2 separate regions of the Sus scrofa genome follow, and region 2 is linked to region 1. A link is a contact called in public promoter capture Hi-C data. All regions are on one chromosome and are shown on one strand. The core of a region is the stretch at or near the end of the contact, and the rest is flanking DNA. Distances in the headings are between cores, read along the strand shown.

The links. Promoter capture Hi-C pulls out the DNA fragments that hold promoters and counts their contacts.
Region 2: a promoter capture Hi-C map of liver shows a contact between it and region 1, with 2.1 times the contacts expected there. The contact joins the promoter of TMEM167B here to the promoter of SARS in region 1. A contact is called at or near these places in 2 of 5 promoter capture datasets (fetal skeletal muscle and liver), 2 of 47 Hi-C or Micro-C datasets (heart right ventricle and skeletal muscle) and 1 of 2 datasets of contacts at active chromatin or transcription factors (alveolar macrophages).

Annotation. Positions count from the first base shown.
Region 1 is chr4:110,873,073-110,877,548 of Sscrofa11.1, reverse strand. SARS (serine--tRNA ligase, cytoplasmic) reads left to right here and starts at 2,837. Exons shown (of 11, transcript XM_001925670.7): 1 at 2,837-3,131. The coding sequence starts at 2,996.
Region 2 is chr4:110,969,279-110,973,386 of Sscrofa11.1, reverse strand. It overlaps TMEM167B (protein kish-B), which reads left to right and starts at 1,878. Exons shown (of 3, transcript XM_001926138.5): 1 at 1,878-2,011; 2 at 4,039-4,108. The coding sequence starts at 2,002.

The DNA of each region.
Region 1 (4,476 bases), core at 1,588-4,087:
ACCCTCAGCCTACTCCCAGAAACTCACTGAACCAAAAGAAATGCAATAAGGACCCACCAAGTATAAGGCACTGTGCTAGGTATTGCGGGGATAAGGATGCAAATATCCAATGATTTCTGCCCTGTAAGATAAAACTACATTTTTTGCCAAGTTCCTCAAGGCCTTGTTTTCTCTCTTTCTTTCTTTCTTTTTTTCTGTTTGCACATGCAGCATATGGAAATTCCTAGGCTATGGGTTGAACTGGAGCTGCCGCTACAGGCCTATGCCACAGCCATGGCAGGATCAGAGCCACATCTCCAACCTACTACATAGCTTGTGGCAACGTCAAACCCTTAACCCACTGAGCGAGGCCAGGGATCAAACCCCCACCCTCATGGATATGAGTCAGGTTCTTAACCCACTGAGCTACAGTGGGAACTCCAAGGCCTTGTTTTCTGCTAAGGAATGTTAACAAAGAGACAATTCAAAATATTAGACTATCTTAGATACTCACCAGTGTTCAGGTTTGGGCTCCATTGTTTAACTGACCTGGGTCTCAGTTTCCTCATATAAAAGATAAAGGAGTTGGCCTAGTTATTCTCCAGTTGGGGGTCCTTGAGCCCCTGGGTCCTCAGATGCAGCACTTGAGAACTATCCTCAGTAGTGAAACCTGATGGAAATCACACATCCGAAAGTGGTATGGCGCCATAACTAAAGTTGGTTTTTTTCTGTGTTAGCTTGTGGCAGGAATTACTGAACACGGTACCATGGTTATTTCCTGTTGATAAGAAATCCACACTGGCAGCAAGCATGTCTGATTAGTAAGAAGGGAAAATAAATCCTTGTTTTAAAATCATGTTTGTCAGCCAAAAGTATTTCAAAATATGAGGGGGGGCTAGGTGATGAAAAGATTAGGAATTATTAGGTTAGGAGGTAGTTAAGAGTCACCCAGCTCTAAAAATCCTATGATTCTGGAGTTCCCGTTGTGTCACAGCAGAAACAAACCCGACTAGGATGCATGAGGACATGGGTTTGATTCCTGGCTTGATCCTTGGGTTAAGGATCCAGCGTTGCAGTGAGCTGTGGCGTAGGTTGCAGATGCAGCTCAGATCCATTGCTGTGGCTGTGGCTGTGGCGAAGGCCAGCAGCTGTAGCTCGGATGCGACCCCTAGCCTGGGAACTTTCATACGCTGTGGGTGCAGCCCTAAAAAAAAAAAATTTTTAAAAAGTCCTGTGATTCTAAGCTGATAAATGAAATACGCTATTATATTATTCTGTTATACTTATCAGCAACATGAACATTGTAAGGGAAGATGTCTGTAATCTCATGATAAGACTAATGTTGAAAATTCTTAAGGAAGTTTGGAGCAGTCAGGATTTTAAGGCCATCCTTCCAGTTATGCTGATGACCTTCTTAAAGGATTGGCCCAGTGCCTTCCTCCCCTAGACACTGTGGGCACTATGAGTACTGTGCAGCCCCAGCAGCACCCATCACTGTTTTGAAACTGAGCAAACAACACATGCTGGCAATGCCTTCACTGATATGGAAGCAGTCAGCTCCCACCACAGACTTTGAGAAGATTTCAAGGAACCCGACCCTTTGAGGACAGTCTTCTTACATGCTTTCTTCAGAGACTGTAGCTCCTGACACTTTCTTTCCACTGATTTTAAATCTAACAACCTAGGCAAGCAGAATCTAGGGGGGGAAACCCAGACAACTCCTCATGTGTCCCTCTAAAAGATCATTCATGCTTCTCCAACCCTGTGGGTTTTTTTTTGTTTTTGTCTTTTTGCTATTTCTTTGGGCCACTCCCGCGGCATATGGAGGTTCCCAGGCTAGGGGTCGAATAGGAGCTGTAGCCACCGGCCTATGCCAGGGCCACAGCAATGCGGGATCCGAGCCTACAACCTACACCACAGCTCATGGCAACGCTGGATCGTTAACCCACTGAGCAAGGGCAGGGACCGAACCCGCAACCTCATGGTTCCCAGTCGGATTCGTTAACCACTGCGCCACGACGGGAACTCCAACCCTGTGTTCTTAAATGTAGGTAAAGGGACAATCCAGTTCACCAAATAAGCAACTTAATAAAGGTATCTTTGGAGTTCTTCTGTGGTACTATGGGTTCAAGATCCAGCATTGTCACTGCAGTGGCTTGGGTTGCTCCTGTAGTGCAGGTTTGATCTCTGGCCCAGGAACTTCCACATGCCACTGTCCTGGCCAAACAAAAACAAAAACAAAAACAAAACAAAACAAAACAAAACACCGCCACCACAACAAATTTAAAAAGGAAAAAGAAAAGTATTCTAACTCAGGCAGGAGAGGAGGAATCTTGAGCTGAGGTAATCTGGGGACTAAAATGTGTAGGCACACTCAAGTCTCAAGATGGAGAAGAGAGTAGAGGTTCAGGGAGAGAGTCCAACCTTAGGACCCAAACTTCTACAGTCCAAACAGGCATTTATCGGAGGTGCCAGCTTCCAAGCCAGTAATTACACTAAAAGGCCTCTGCCTCGCCTTAGGTGTGCCCTTTAACATAAGGAGGAAACAGGCACTCACTTTTCTTTCATAGGGCAAACAAGAGCCCCTGCAGAGCAAGACAATTGATGAGAAAGCACAACACCTCCAACAAGCGGACCCGACCTGGACACAGCTCGAGAGGCCCGCGTCCACCTATCCCGCCCTCCTCCCGCGGCCCCGCCCTCCTCCCGCGGCCCCGCCCTCCTCCCGCGGCCCCCCCCCGCCCCGCCTCCTCCCGCGGCCCCGCCCCCCCCCCGCCCCCCCTCCTCCCGCGGCCCCGCCCTCCTCCCGCGGCCCCGCCCTCCTCTCCGCGGCCCCGCCCTCCTCTCCGCGGCCCCGCCCCCCACACAGCAGCTTCCGGCGAGAGGCGGGGCGTCCGCACGCTCTGCTGCGCCTGCGCGGGAAGGGCGGGCCGGCGCGCCGGGGTAGTGAGTCGGTCTCGCAGACTGCTGTGGCCCGAAGTGCATTTCCCTTAGTGTTGGTCCAGGAGGAGGAAAGATGGTGCTGGATCTGGATTTGTTTCGGGTAGATAAAGGAGGGGACCCAGCCCTCATCCGAGAGTCGCAGGAGAAGCGCTTCAAGGACCCAGGACTAGTGGATCAGCTGGTGAAGGCAGACAGCGAGTGGCGACGATGTAAGTACAGAGACTCGCGGAGTATCCCTGGATCCTAACCCCAGCTACATCTCTCGGATCTCGATACTGCTCCTGAGGCCATAGCTTCCACCCCTTGTCAGACCCCCTCCTAGGTTTCGGTGGCTCGGAAGCTCTCCCTATCACCCAGGGAGCCGGGACGGTCCCCACCTTTCCCTTCCCCCGGGGCGGTAAGACCTCCCTTCCCGGCGTGCGGGGCGCGGATCCCTGCTCCTGAGTCTGTGGGAAAAGAGCATGGCGCATGCGCGTTAAGAGCTGTCAAGCCTTCCGGCCGCAAGGGTAACCCAGAGAAAGTCGGGGCAGATTTTGTTGGGTAATGGGGGAGATTGCTCCCCTTTCCTAACACTTCTCTGTTTGGTCGCCTCCGGTCTTTTTATCTTCAGCAAAGCCAGAGTGGTCCCTATTTTGATAGACTCACAGGCTCCAGTCTGAGTCACATCTGCAGCGCAGTAGGTTCACTCCTCCCATATTGGAGGCATTTGGGGATTTTGGAGGCCGCTACTGGCTAAAAGCAGTGATCGCAGAGCTTTGGGGAAGGCAATCCCCCTGAACTGTGGGCAGTCCTTTAAGAACCGACCATGGGCTTCCATGGTAGATCAGACGTGGGCAGAGGGATGCGGTGAAGCAAGAAAAAACTCGTAATTACTGAGGCTGTTTAATTGTGATTTGTGGAAGTTTTCCGGAATAGACGTTGATGGAGTTGGGCTACAACCTGGAACTGATCCGGACATCTTTCGTGAGGCTAAATAAAACCATAGCACCCTCTGCCTATCAATCTTTGCCTAGATTAGTTGGAGTAGTCACTAATTGGCCGGATGCTGTCAAACACGTGGTTTATTTTGTCTGATGCAATAGGTCTGCAACCCGCTGAAACCCAGGTTTATGACGGCGCCCTGCAAAGTCAGTCACTGTCCCAAAAGGTGATGGATTTCTCTTAGGAAAGTTGATTTCCCTAAATTTATGTGTCACCCGGGTAGGGAAAGAGCTGAAGGAAGAATTGGAACATAAGGATATTGGGTACCAGGAGAATATTTGTTCAGCTCAGATTGTCTGCTGATTCTATGTATCACAGTCAAGTCCCTTGTGGAGAGATCCCACCACCTGAATCTGAATCTGAAGTTTTGAGTTGCAGTGGAATTAAATTAAATGGAAGGGGGAAAAACTAGACTGGACACTGTTTTACTGAGTCAGAAGTCTGAAGTAACAAATTTTTCTAGCAGTCTAGCCATTGTCCAGCTACTAAATGATTTTGAATGTCTCTTGTGTATAATGTACACGTCTGTGAGAAGTTCTGTCTTTTGCCTGAGGATTGGCTGTGTAGTGAGGA
Region 2 (4,108 bases), core at 629-3,128, 97 kb before region 1:
TAAGGAGACAATCACTCTTCCCAGTTCTTCAATTGTGATTTTTTTTTGTCCTTAAACTTAATTCTTAAACTCTGAGAGTGACAGGTGAGAAGAGACTTACCTTTCAGCGCACGAAAGAAAAAAGAAAACTGGAATGGCTTCCGTCTAGTAAAAACGAGGAGATAAAAGTTATCTCCAAAAGAGTAGATGGCATGAGCCAAAATGTGAGAGCAGAGAGTACATTTGAGGAACGCAGAACAGTCTTTTCAGAGCTGAAGCTTGAAGTCCACATATAGGAACAATAGAAAATGCTGCTGGAAGGCCTTGTATAGCAGGCAAGGAGTTAGACATATACTCAGCAGGCAGCGGTTGTGTTAAAGTAAATAGCAGTCATGGTGTGGACTAAAATTTTCTAGTTCTGAGTTCAGAAGACCAGAAGACTGTCGATACTGGATAGTCCTTACTCTAAACCTTAGATTATCTCTAAAATAGAGGTGATGAGGCAGTTGTGACGATTACTTCAGGTACGATGACAAGGTGTGTTTGCTTTGAAAATGTCAAAATGTTATACAAATGCACGTTCTCACTGCTGTGAGGATTTAATTGATGCTTAAAAACTTCTAGCCTGGGATCTTCCATACCCTTGGAGGACAAGGCAGGTGTGGCCAGAAAAAAAAAAAAAAAGAAAAAACAGTGACTGAAATGGCAAAATCACAAAGGTGATGGATGTAGAACGGAAAAGGGGGCAAGAGGAATGATATTTTGAAAAAGAGTTAACTGATTAAAAGATAATTTACAAATTATAAATTCTAATTTATCCCTCCCTCTCTTTCCCCTTTGGTAACCATGTTTTCTATGCCCGTGGGTCTATTTCTGTTTTGTAAATAAGTTCATTTGCATTTATGTGTATTTTCATAAGGAGTCTGTCCTAATCAGACTTTTTGGCTTGCTTTTCCACTCCAACTCCTAGGAGGCTTTGATAGCTTTTCTTCCTCAAAACCAAGCAGGCCGCAGCCAGCAGGTGGCTCTGCAGGAGGAAGGACAAAGAATCCCTTTAGGATGTAGACATCTGCGGATTACTAACCTTAACTAACCTTCAGCTCCCAACAACTCAGTCGCACTTTCGCCCCGACTCTAATAAAGGCAGGTCGCGTTGTGTGTAATTAAGGATTTCGCTGTTCAAAATGGGACCTGTGGCTTCGTCTCCTCAACCCCGCGCTAACATTAAACTGACGGTGTATTTGGTCAGGTTGTTAAAATGCTGTGAGAAGAGCTGTCCCAATATCTCCATTTCCCGGTTAAAGAAGTTGAGGTGACCCCTGCATAACTAAATACAAGAGATAATTGAGACTATCCTGATAGTTTAAAGAAAAATTGATGCAAACAGGCAATTATCTAAACGTTTCCCAACAATGTAGAGTTTTAGCGTTATAAGGTTCCTAACTGAAAGTCCAAACGCAACCTCACTCTCCAGATTTGTTTAAGGAGTAAGGAGAGACGCAGCAAGCGCGGCTTCTTTTAAATGGAAGCTTGAGACGGAGACCTCTCCGTTGCAGGCGGCACCTCTCCGTTGCAGGCGGGCAGCCGCTTACAGACACACCAAACGCACACACGCAGACACTGCAGCTACCAAAGCGCAAAATAAAGGGCAAAACTGAAGCCTTTACCTTTTTCAACCACGACGCTAGCAGGACAGGTTACGCCCCAACACTAACTCTTCAGGGGCGCTCAGAAGAGACTTGGTTACCATGGCCACGGAGGAACCCTGCGGGATAGCGTTTTTCTAAACCACACATATTAGCGCAATTCCTCCCACGCAGGTTCCCTAGCTCGGCAATCGACTATCCACCCCTGATTGCGTTCGGCGCTCCCCTCTCTGCCCTTGCGCCTGCGTACTCTGACTCCTGCCCTGATCGCTGCGGCCCTGATCGGGAAGTGTCAAGCGGGAGCTGGGGTTCCCCCGCCTTCGCCGCTACCACCGCCGATCCCGGGACGCCATACCCAGGCCCCGGCCCAGCCGCCATGACGAACGGTGAGAACCAATGCCCAGAGCGGCGGAGGAGAGAGCAGAGCGAGAGGAAACGTGGCGGGCGGAGCCGGGACTGACGTGGCCGCTCTCCCCGCCCCCTCCCAGCCCAGTCCCCCCTTGTTCTCTTGGGGCCGTAACTCCTGTTCCCTCAACCCCTCTGCGGGTTCCTCCGCCCTGTGCCCATCTGGAACCCTCAGTGCTTCATGTGCCCCCTCCCCGAGTCCTTGGCCCCTACCCTGTGCTTTCCCTTGTCCCCTTTCTAGAAGTTCGTTCTGGCCCTTAATGTCGCTTTAGCACCAGTGAAAAACAGATCCTTCTCACAGCCCTCTGCGTTCTCATACTTTTGGATAGTAAGCTCCTAGGGAGGACAAAAAAATCAGAGGATTTTTGGCTCCACATTTGGGGGGGCAGTGAATGTAGACTCAAAAAAAAGTTCTACTTGTTTTGCAAAAATGCTTTAAAGTTTTCTCTTATTTGATTCTAAAGTCCTGCCTGGACGATCCCATCTGGAGACCATGGTTAGTGTTGCAGGGTTTGCATTTAGACACTGCCTCTTCTAAATGATGTGGCAGTTGCTACCCTGTTTGTCTGACCTAATTTTTCAGGTGTCTTCAAACACTTTATGGACATGATTACCGAATTCCAGGGAAGGGCAAGAAACAAAGCCTTTGCAGTCTTTAGCATCAACCTTAACAAGAAAGATGAGAAGGCTTCTTAGGCAGTATAATTTGAGGCGCATAGGAGAGCATCTCTCAAAAGTACTTCTCCATAAACCTGGTACTGAGGGTTCACATTTCCCGTCCTTGTGGCTTTTGGCTTTACCTGTCAGAATTTATGGTAGAAAAAGACTAGCAAGTAAAATATTGTTCAGCATAAAAACTTAGTGTATGTTTTAATTTACTGGACGCTTGTTTTAATTTGGCTGTGGGGTAGTTTTACTGGAAGGAGAGAGGGCGGTACACTGGTGGCCCAGAACTGGCAGATGCTGGTTTTGTAAAATATCCTTTTGGAGCTTCAGGAGCAGTCAGAGGTCCGAGGTTATTAGGCACAGTACAGGAAGGGATATCACCCAGAGGAAGAAATCATCTAAACTGAGAAATAAGAGAGCAGTTGGAACACAGTAATTATTGAATAAATGTTCATGACCCATCACCCTTTATTTATTTATTTATTTTTTTGCACTTAGGTGATTCATTGTGTTAATAAGAAACAGCTTGGGGAGTTCCCACTGTGGTGCATGGGTTAAGAACCCGATTGCAGCAGCTCAGGTCACTGTGTAGGTGCAGGTTCAATCCCCAGCCTGCTGCAGCAGGTTAAAGGATCTGTTTTGGTTTACATATGTAAGAAATAGAACTAATTGTTCAAAGGTTTTTTCCCCCACAATCGTCGTCCCACTATGTCCAAGCCTCAGATACTTTTTTTTTTTTCAAGAATGTTATTCTGGTAGAAATTTGGTTTGTAAGTAGAGTACATGTGAAGTGTAAGATAAGCATTGGAAAATTTACATGTGAAGTGTAAGATAAGCATTGGAAAATTTTAGTCATATGGATTTGAACTCTTGCAGTCTCCATTAAGCTTTACATTTGCCTTGTGTGTTGTTCACCAGCGGATGCTGACCTGAGAGATGTGGCTAAATATCTAGCTTTCCTTTATCACATGAGTTCTTTATAATAAGAACATGTTTAATTCTCTCCATTCAGGCACCAAGGGTTCTTATGCCTCTCTCAACCTATTGCCAGTCAGCATTCCCAGTAGGCTGATTCCACATAAAGCAAAGCACCCTTCTCAGAATTTATAGTTCTTGAAAGTGGAGGGAAGGGAGCAGTGAGATTTTTGTTGGGGAAATATCTACAAGTGATTTTGAGGAACAATAAAGTAACCTTGTGAGTCCCAGGACCATGGCTCCCTCATGTCACCGGCTGGCGCTGCAGTCGAGGTTATCATCTTGATATTCTGTCGCACTCTGTTCTGTGGGCTCCCCTCTCCCCAGCTAGATTAGCACCAAAGGTCTTCTCCTCTTTCTCTAACAGTGTACTCGCTGGATGGAATTCTGGTGTTCGGCTTGCTCTTTGTTTGTACCTGTGCCTACTTCAAGAAGGT